Regions from separate parts of the Sus scrofa genome. Here region 1 is linked to region 2. A link is a contact called in public HiChIP or PLAC-seq data. All regions are on one chromosome and are shown on one strand. The core of a region is the stretch at or near the end of the contact, and the rest is flanking DNA. Distances in the headings are between cores, read along the strand shown.

Region 1 (5,000 bases), core at 1,327-3,826, 480 kb before region 2:
TGCCGGATTGTTAACCCACTGAGCAAGGGCAGGGATCGAACCTGCAACCTCATGGTTCCTAGTCGGATTCATTAACCACTGCGCCACGACGGGAACTCCCTGTACAGTGGTTTCTTGAACTCTGGTGAGGAGGTGAGTTTTTTTTTTTTTTTTTTTTCATTTTAAAAAATTTTATTGATGTTTAATTGATTTGCAATGTTGTGATCTTTCCACTGTACAGCAGAGTGATTCAGTTATACATATACACACATCCATTCTTTTTTCAGATTCTTTTCACATACAGGTTATCACAGAATAGTGGGTAGAGTTCTCTGTGCTATATAGCAGGTCCCCGTTGGCCAGTCATTCCATGTATCTCAGTGCACAGGTGCCAGTCCCAAACCCCCAGTCCATCCCTGCTCCTCCCTCCTTCCCTTTGATAACCACAAATTTTCAAAGTTTGTAAATCTATTTCTCTTGTACAAATAAGTTCATTTGTATCCTTTTCTTTTTTTTTTGAAGATACCACATGTAAGTGGTATCACATGATATTTGTTTTTCACTATCTAATTTCACTTAGTATGATAATATCCAGGTCTATCCATGTTGCTGCAAATGGCATTATTTCTTTCTGTTTTATGGCTGAGTAATATTCCATTGTATAGATGTACCACATCATTTCGATCCATTCTTCTGTCGACAGACATTTAGATTGCTTTGATGTCCTGGCTATTGTAAATAGTGTTGCAGTGAACCTTTGGGTTCATGTTATCTTTTCGAATTATGGTTTTCTCAGGATATATGCCCAGAAGTGGGATTGCTGGATTCTACTCTAGTTCAGTTTTTAGTTTTCTGAGGAGCTGCCATACTGTTTTCCATAGTGGTTGTACCAATTTATATTCCTGCCAGCAGTGTAGGAGGGTGAGACAAGCCCTAGATCCCTTTAAGTTCTGAAATGTTAGAATTTTATACATTGCCTAGTGAAGTGCTCAAATCAAATGCTTCGCCACAAAAGTCTATTTCCTGTCATTTAATTAATTAATTAATTTAATTTTTGTCTTTTTGGAGCCACACCCAGGGCATATGGACGTTTCCAGGCTAGGGGTGGAATCAGAGCTGTAGCTGCCCGCCTATGCCACGGCCATAGCAACATGGGATGTGAGCTGCATTTGTGACCTACGCCACAGTTCACAGCAGTGACAGATCCTTAACCCACAGAGCAGGGCCAGGGATCAAACCTGTGTCTTCATGAATACTAGTTGGGTTTGTGACCACTGAGTCATGATGGGAACTCCCTGTTATTTAGTTTAAAAAATTTAAATGCTTTTCTATTGAAACTTCTGTTGGCTCTGCCGCTGCATTCTGCGATGACACAGTTACTTACTGAGCCTGGGTTGCATCCCAGGGCTGTAAACATTCTTCTCTCTCTCTCTCTCTCTCTCTTTTTTTTTTTTTTTTTTTTTTTGTTGTTGTTGCCTTTTTAGGGCCACACCCAAGGCATATGGAGATTCCCAGGCTAGGGGTCTAATTGGAGCTACAGCTGCTGGCCACAGCAGCACCAGATCCGAGCTGTGTCTGCGACATACACCACAGCTTATGGCAGCGCTGGATCCTTAACCTCCTGAGCGAGGCCAGGGATCAAACCTGCCACTTCATAGTTTCTAGTCAGATTCGTTTCTGCTGCGCCATTGATGGGAACTCCTCCAAAAACGTCTTTTAAATTTTTTTTTTTTTGTCTTTTGTCCTTTTTAGGGCCACTCCCGTGGCATATGGAGGTTCCCAGGCTAGGGGTCTAATTGGAGCTGTTGCTGCCAGCCTACGCCAGAGCCACAGCAACGCCAGATCCAAGCCGTGTCTGCGACCTACACCATAACTCAAGGCAATGCTGGATCCTTAACCCACTGAGCAAGGCCAGGGATGGAACCTGAAACCTCATGGTTCCTAGTCAGATTCGTTTCTGCTGCGCCATGATGGGAACGCCTAAAAAAATTTGAAAAATACATATCTTTATGTGCAGATAAAGATTTACAGAAGAGAATATCTCAGTGTCAGAAATCTATCATTGCATTAATTAGGTAACAATGAAAGTTCACAATGTCTAAAAAGTTGATGGTAAAAAATACTGAGAAGCTGAATATTAAAGATGATTTCTGTAATTGATCCAAATGCTGTATTGATTAGATGATTTTATCACAGCAATGTGTATAGAAACAAAACATATGATAGTGAATGATGTTCTTCAATATATGTTATTGGTGTTTTAAAAATTTTGGTGAGAACAATTAATGTGAAATCATCTACCCTCTTAACAGATTTTAAGTGCACACTACAGTATTATTAAATGTAGGTACAGTACTATACAGCAGAGCTCTAGAACATATTTATCTTGCTAGCTCAAACTTCATCCTGTTGAACAGCAACTCCCGTTGCACCCAGCCCCTCATGACCATCATCCTGCTGTTTCCATGAATCTGACTGTTTAGATTCCTATCTAAGATAATCATGCAGTATTTATCCTGTGACTGGCTTACTTCATTTATCGTAATGTCCTCCAGGCTCACCCATGCCGTTGCATATGGGAGGATTTCTTTCTTTTTAAAGGCTGAGTAATACACCATTTGCATGTATGAGTCACATTTTCTTATTGTAAAGAAATAGAGGGGAACTAACTCAATAAAAAACAGAAACCATTTATGCATTAAGATGATAGTGGAGTTCCCTGTTGTGGCTCAGCAGGTTTTAAGGACCTGATGTTGTCTCTGTGAGGATGCAGGTTCGATTTCTGGCCTCACCCAGTGGGTAAAAGATCCAGTGTTGCTGTAAGCAGTGGTGAAGGTCACAGATGCAACTTGGATCCAGCGTTGCCAAGACTGTGGCACAGGTCACAGCTACAGTTCCAGTTCGACCCCTAGCCTGGAAACTTCCATATGCTGCAGGTACAGCTGTTAAAAAAGAAGAAGAAAAAAAAAAAAAAAAGAAAAGAAAAGAAAAAGAAAAGAAGGGGAAAAAAATGATGGTATTCTGGGTGAGTTTTTACTTTTTATATAGCAAGTTACTCATGTATCTATGTATCTTATAGTTACTGTAGCTGTTAGGGATCCCCCATTCAAGATAAATAACTGGGGAGTACAGGTTCCTAAGTGGAGGACCTCTGAAATAATGTTCAGGAAGTTTTATCCAGTGTGATTCAGTTGCTTTGTGCTCAGGTGTCATTAGTAACCCGTTAAACACAGCCTCAGTTACTCAATCCCAGGTCCCCAGCTCTCTCTGTTCCCAGATACTCTCAGCTACCATTCCCACCAGTTCTGAGGTTAAACTAGACACAGAGTCTTAGACTTGAAAAGGGCACTTTTGGTCCATCTCCTTTATTTAATAGATGAGAATGCTGATCTTTGGAAAGAAGAGGTAATGCTTTTTGAAACTGGTTGGAATTTATACTTGAAGTGGAAGAAGAAATGGCAAATGTATTCTACATTGGGTTCAGCATTGAGAAGTTAAATACATCATATTGCTGCTCTCAGAAATAGTATGTAAAGAAATAATGTGTAGTAATCGAGCTGTCCAAGTTCTTTATCATGTGCAACAACACAATTCCTTTTATCAGGTACTGCTAATTTAATTTTGAAAACTGAAAGTGGAGTTGGATGAATTGGTTGTGACTTTCGCTTCCTTTTTCTTTTGCTTCTTTCTCTCACAACTTATTTTGCATCTTGGACTGATCTTCAAACATTGTTTTTATCATATTACTCCCTCTCTTTCCCCAAAGTGAACCTATGGGACTCTTTACTACAGTGTGTTACTATAGAGTCAAGTTTGATTTCTGTCTGATTTATTCCTGGTCCTCAACCTTTATTTAATATTTAACTGTCTTTTCAGTTATGTTTTCTATTACTTTCTCTCCCTGAAATCTTTTGCTTCAGTAAAGTCATGCTTCATATCATTTTGATCCTGAATACCTTTTCCTCTGCTATTTTGCCTGCTCAGCCTTTAGTTGTTCTCTCTTTAAAATCTCCTAACTACGCTCAGTGACCCCGATAACGCTTCCTTCTGTATTTCTAAAAAAAGCAAAAAAACATGGGTTGGGAACTTGGAGTTAATAGATGCAAACTCTTGCCTTTAAAATGGATAAGCAATGAGATGCTGCTGTGTAGCACTGGGAACTATGTCTAGTCACTTATGATGGAGCGTGAATAATGTGAGAAAAAAGAATCTACACATGTATGTGTAACTGGGTCACCATGCTGTGCAGTAGAAAATTGACAGAACACTGTAAGCCAGCTATAATGAAAAAAAAAATCATTATATAAAAAAACTCCACCTTTATTTACCAGTCTTTATTATAAAATGTTTTTAAAAAAGATTCAGTCAGTGAAGAAAATCCTCTCCCATCTCAAGTTCCTAGTTTTTCTGAAGTAACTACTGTTAAATTTCTTTTGCAGCCTTCTGATGCTTTTCACTCACGGTCACAAAATGGCTGCCTTATCTCCAGGCATTGCATTTGCATTTAAGACAGTAAGTCAGGGAAGGGAGGAGGAGAAAAAAGGGTATCATGAGCCGTATCTAACTTTTTTTTTTTTTTTTAAAGCAAAAGCTTTCCCAAAAGCCCAGAGCAAACTTTTGTTTATGTTTCATTGGCCAGGTCTGTGTTACATGGCTACTCTTAATTATAAGAAACTCTGGAATACAGAGTAGATATTTAGTTTTTTCAGTCCCTCCAGTGGAGGTAATAAGGAAGAAAGGAGTTGGGAGTGTATTTTTCTTTTTTTCTTTTAGGGCCGCACCCATGACATATGGAGGTTCTCAGGCTAGGGGTCGAATCGGAGCTACAGTTGCCAGCCTATACCCCAGGCACAGCAACGCCAGATCCGAGCTGCATTTGTGACCTACACCACAGCTCACAGCAACGCCAGATCCTTAACCCACCGAGTGAGGCCAGGGATCAAACCTACAGTCTCACGGTTCCTAGTCAGATTCACTTCCGCTGTGCCACAATGGGAACTCCAGGGAGTGTATTTTGAATT
Region 2 (4,818 bases), core at 677-3,176:
CAACCAGGGGGTCTTTACTGGCATTTGCATGATCAGGGCAGGCCCTTGTCTTTAAGGATCTAGCTGTGAAGTCACCTTCTCCATCCAGTAAGCTTTTTATTGCATACATAATAGGTGCCAGGGGCCATTAAAGAGACACGCGGGTACAGCTATCAACTGAGCAGATGACATCCCTATACCTCTGGAGCTGGCAACCTGGTGGCGGTGATAAAGAAAATCACAGACAGGGACTGGACTGGGGTCAAAACGGGGTAGTCAGGGAAGGGCTCTCCGAGGAGGACACATCTTTGAGTCCTCAGTGATGGGAAGGTACAAGCCATTGCAAGATCTGGGGGAAGAGGCTCTCAATAATGCTGTGAGAGGTGGTGCTAATATAATTAGCATTACTTTTCCCAGAGTTGCCATCGTGCCTAAGTAGTTAGCGAAATGGACTAGGATCCAGGAGGAAGTGGGTTTGACCCCTGGCCTTGCTCAGTGGGTTAAGGATCCGGCATTGCCGTGAGCTGTGGTGTAGGTCACAGACATGGCTCAGATCCTGGCAATTGCAGCTCCGATTAGATCCCTAGCCTGGGAACCTCCATATGCCATGGGAGCAGCCCTAAAAAGACAAAAAAAAATTACGATTCCCTTTTTACAGAGGTGGAAACTGAGGCCAGGGAGGTTAACATGCTTCCTCCCAAGCCAAAGAGATAACTATTTAGGGCATTAGGATGTGCATCCAGGTCAAAACTCTGAAACCCCAACTATTGCCACCAAACCCACCTGCCTCTAGGGTCTTGCACTTTTAAAAATTATCTTCACTTTGGAGATCTTCCACAAAGTAGCATGCAGCACGCCCTCAAGGAGCCTCCACACTAATTCAAGAAAATATCATCTCACAAAAAGCACTCATCACATGGGGTGAGTCAGAAATTAATGTGCAGGGTTAATATAGCTTCCAATTTTTAAAATCCAGGGGGATTTATTTTGAAACATGACAAAAATAACTCCCAATTTCTTGGGGGGGAAGAAATCCATATAAAAGAGTTATTTATTCATTGGTTTCTTTAATGAACACTCCTAAGGTGCCAGGTTCTCCTATAAATGCTTTTCAAATATTAATTCTTTCCAACCTCACGACTCATTTTATTCTCATAACAATCCTGTAAGTTAACACACTCACTCACCCTGCCTTCTCACTGAGGGAATCAAGGCAAAGACAGATTGGACGGCCTGCCTGGGACATATTTTGGAAAGCTGTGGAGCCAGGATCTGAGTCGACATGGCTGGAACCTTTGCTTTTAACCAGAAACTGAATTACATGCATTCTTTATACAATGGAGTTTATAAATATAAGTCCATTTTGTCTATGTCTCTTTTTACCTCACATGAACTTGTCTTCAGGAGATGGTCTGATTTAAATGCAGAATTCAGGGTTTCCCCTAAATCTACTTTGGGGAGACCTTGGGAGATGCTTCGCAGTTAGCCCATCATGCTCCAGGGAGGCTGACTCTGAGCTCACTCAGGGGTTCATGTTAGGCCCATCAGGGTGCACCCACCATGCAAGCAGTTAAATGTCAAGGAAAAAGGAAAGAAAACAGGCTTCCATTAAAGCCCAGCATCAACACTCATGTGCGCAGAACCTCTGGCTGGAATGGCAGGCTGGCAAGGGAGCTGGGGGAGAGGGCCGGGAGGATGGATTTATGGAGTGATGATTCTCTCCAGGGACAGAAAAAAAAAAAAAAAGCCAGCTAGTAAATAAATCAAGTTCTCCTGAAAGAATAAACCCAGCGAAAACTGCCTAGAAACTTTGAAAGAAAGAAAAAAAAAAAAAGCGAGAAAAAGAAGGGGGAAGCAGTTTACGAACTATTATGATTTATGCTCTGAGAATCACTGAGCCTCGCCATACAGACGCCCATTGCTCTCCTCCCCTCATGCTCTGCCATGTGACCTGCTGTGACTCTGATGCTCAGCCACTGGAATAGGCAGAAAGTTCAACACCCCAACAGACAGCTGGAAGGAGACCCGCTGCCGAGGATGGGGTGTCCAGGTTGCAAAGCCTGAGGCCTGCAGTAGAAAACCACCTGAATGGTGCCCCCTGGAGTTGTGAGCTCTGCCTCTGAAGACGTAGAGCAATTGTGGATCTGATGATGCAGGGGACAGAGATGAGGGAAAGAAACAGGTCAGGGACATTGAGGGAAATATGTGAGAAGAAAACTGAGTGAGACCTTCATTGTACACCTAAGCCCACAGAGGTTAGAGGGTGATAATTTACTGTGAAACCATTACAACCATTCACAGCCAGAAACCTTGTTTTCCTAGTCTGAGTAATGGGGGTAACAGCAGCTACTTTGTGGCTTTGTTATGGGGTTAAGAGAGATGATCCAAGTTAGCCCAGGGCCTGGCACCTTAGAAAAGAGGACTGAGGGACTATTCGGCTAAGAAGCTTGTCAAAATCTAGCTACCCTGGGGTCACAGGGAACTGGCTGGAGGGTGTGGCCCCAGGTCCTAAAGATTCCAGGCAAACTGCTGTCACAGAGATGGAAAGGGGAGGCATGCATGGAGTCAGGTCCCTCCACTGCAGGCACTGGGGAACAGAAATTCACTGCCAGGACACTGTCTGCAGACGAAGCAATTTTAGAAGCAGGAGGAGATGGACACCAGACTTTCCCCCTGCATGGAACTCCCTTCATCTAGGATCACAGGTTTGGAGAACCCTCCTTGGAGACCAAGGCTGGTTCTTCCGCCATGGTCAGGACAGCTGGGTGCACAGCTTCTGCCAACTTCCTCCCAAGGCCGCCTGAGCTGCTTTTTGTTGGAAAGTTCCTCCTTGGAGTGAGCTGAAACCAGCTATCCTCCCCACCCTGCGCTGGGCTCCCACCCACTGGGGGCCCACTCATGAGTTCTCAAACACTTGACCAAAACAACACCCAGCTTACACAATCTCTTCTAGAGAACTGAACAAGTGGGAACAAGGTCCACCTTGTTTTGTGAGGCCAGCGTAACCTTGACACCAAAGTCTGATAAGTAAACACCAGAATGGAAAAATCACCAGTGCATCTCACTCATGAACTCATGATCCTAAAGCCCGCAACAAAAACATCGGGAGACAGAATCCAGCAATGAAGATGCGACAGGACAGCCCACACTGATTTTAGGGGGAGGGAGTGGGAGGGATCGGGAGCTTGGGCTTATCAGACACAACTTAGAATAGATTTACAAGGAGATCCTGCTGAATAGCATTGAGAACTATGTCTAGATACTCATGTTGCAACAGAACAAAGGGTGGGGGAAAAAATGTAATTGTAATGTATACATGTAAGGATAACCTGACCCCCTTGCTGTACAGTGGGAAAATCAAAAAAAAAAAAAGATTTCAAAAAAAAAAATCAGTGTGATTCACCATATTGACAAATTGAAAAATAAAAATCACGTAATCACCTGAGCAGATGCAGAAAAACACCTACTTTCATTTATGACTATAAAGAAATAGTCAGCAAACTGGGAATAGAACGGAACTTCTTGGAGTTCCTGTCGTGGCTCAGTGGAAACGAATCTGACTAGTATCCATGAGGATGCTGGTTCGATTCATGGTCTTGCTCAGTGGGTTAAGGATCTGGCATTGCCGTGAGCTGTGGTGTAGGTTGTAGACACGGCTCACATCTGGTGTTGCTGTGGTTGTGGCATAGGCCGGCGGCTACAGCTCTGATGCAACCTTTAGCCCGGGAACCTCCATATGCGGCGAGTGCGGCCCTAAAAAAACAAGAAAAAAAAAAAAAAAAAAGAATGGAGCTTCTTTAATCTGATAAAGATTATCTCCCAAAACGCTAGCGTAAACATTATACCTAATTGTCACATGTGGACAGATCCTCCACGAGGGGCAGTGGGTGGGAATAAAGGAAAAAAAGGATTGGAAAGGAAGAAACAAAATAGTTATTTGCACTCCTGCAATTGCATAAACATCATTTCCACAACAATCCACAAAAACACTTTCTTGAATTAGAGAATTTAGCAAGATTTCTGAAACAAAATCAATATGCAAAATGCAAAAATATTTCTCTCCAAAGCAACCAACAATAGCGTTAATTTAAAAAATATGTATGTGTGGATAGATATAGATAGATATACAATAGCAGACAAAATATCAAAATAACTAGGAATACATCTAACAAATTTGTGCAAGACCACCAAGGGAAAATGAGGAAACTAAGCTGTATCCTAAACAATGGAGAGAGACACCATATTCACCAAAATGTAAACCTGCACCCTCCAACCCTGATGCACAAGAGAGAGCTCAGCAGGAACACCATTTGGCAGATCAGAGTAACTTGGACTTGTTTTCTAGCCCCTGGTGCTTCTAAAATGTGCAACTATGGGTGTTCCCACCCACTGCCCCTCGTGGAGGATCTGTCCACATGTGACAATTAGGTATAATGTTTACGCTAGCGTTTTGGGAGATAATCTTTATCAGAAGCCCTCTGAGCCTCAGGTTTCCTCACCTGTAAAACAGGGATTGCCATTCCCGTCTAGTTGTGAGGAGTCATTGGATAAGAAAGAACTTTGCTGGGGATGAGTACGGGATAAATTGGGAATTTGGGATAAACGGATAAACACTACTATATATGTATAAGAGGTAAACAACAAGGACTTACTGTATAGCGCAAGGAACTATATTTAATATCATAATAAGCTACATATATATGTAACTGAATTACTTTGCTGTACATGCTAAGCATTGTAAATCAACTATATTTCAATAAAAAAAGAAAACAAAGCACTTTGCAGAGTGTTGTATAAATACAGGGATTCTTACAACTAGCATTATTGCCCCTTGTTGGC

What was found. HiChIP or PLAC-seq counts read pairs in DNA pulled down with a chosen protein or histone mark.
Region 1: an H3K27ac HiChIP or PLAC-seq map of alveolar macrophages shows a contact between it and region 2. The contact joins two enhancer-like sites. A contact is called at or near these places in 2 of 47 Hi-C or Micro-C datasets (embryonic fibroblasts and subcutaneous adipose tissue) and 1 of 2 datasets of contacts at active chromatin or transcription factors (alveolar macrophages).

What each region holds. Positions count from the first base shown.
Region 1 is chr13:67,795,602-67,800,601 of Sscrofa11.1, reverse strand. All of the region lies in intron 2 of VGLL4 (transcription cofactor vestigial-like protein 4), which reads left to right. Among named protein-coding and RNA genes, the nearest start is that of VGLL4, 75 kb to the left of the region's middle. Within about 2 kb of position 2,576, at least 3 of the 83 cell types and tissues checked have an H3K27ac peak or open chromatin away from gene starts, as enhancers often do. A contact at or near this core is called in alveolar macrophages, where this site is marked.
Region 2 is chr13:67,318,004-67,322,821 of Sscrofa11.1, reverse strand. All of the region lies in intron 1 of HRH1 (histamine H1 receptor), which reads right to left. It also overlaps a transcript of ATG7 not described here. Among named protein-coding and RNA genes, the nearest start is that of ATG7, 98 kb to the left of the region's middle. Within about 2 kb of position 1,926, at least 17 of the 83 cell types and tissues checked have an H3K27ac peak or open chromatin away from gene starts, as enhancers often do. A contact at or near this core is called in alveolar macrophages, where this site is marked.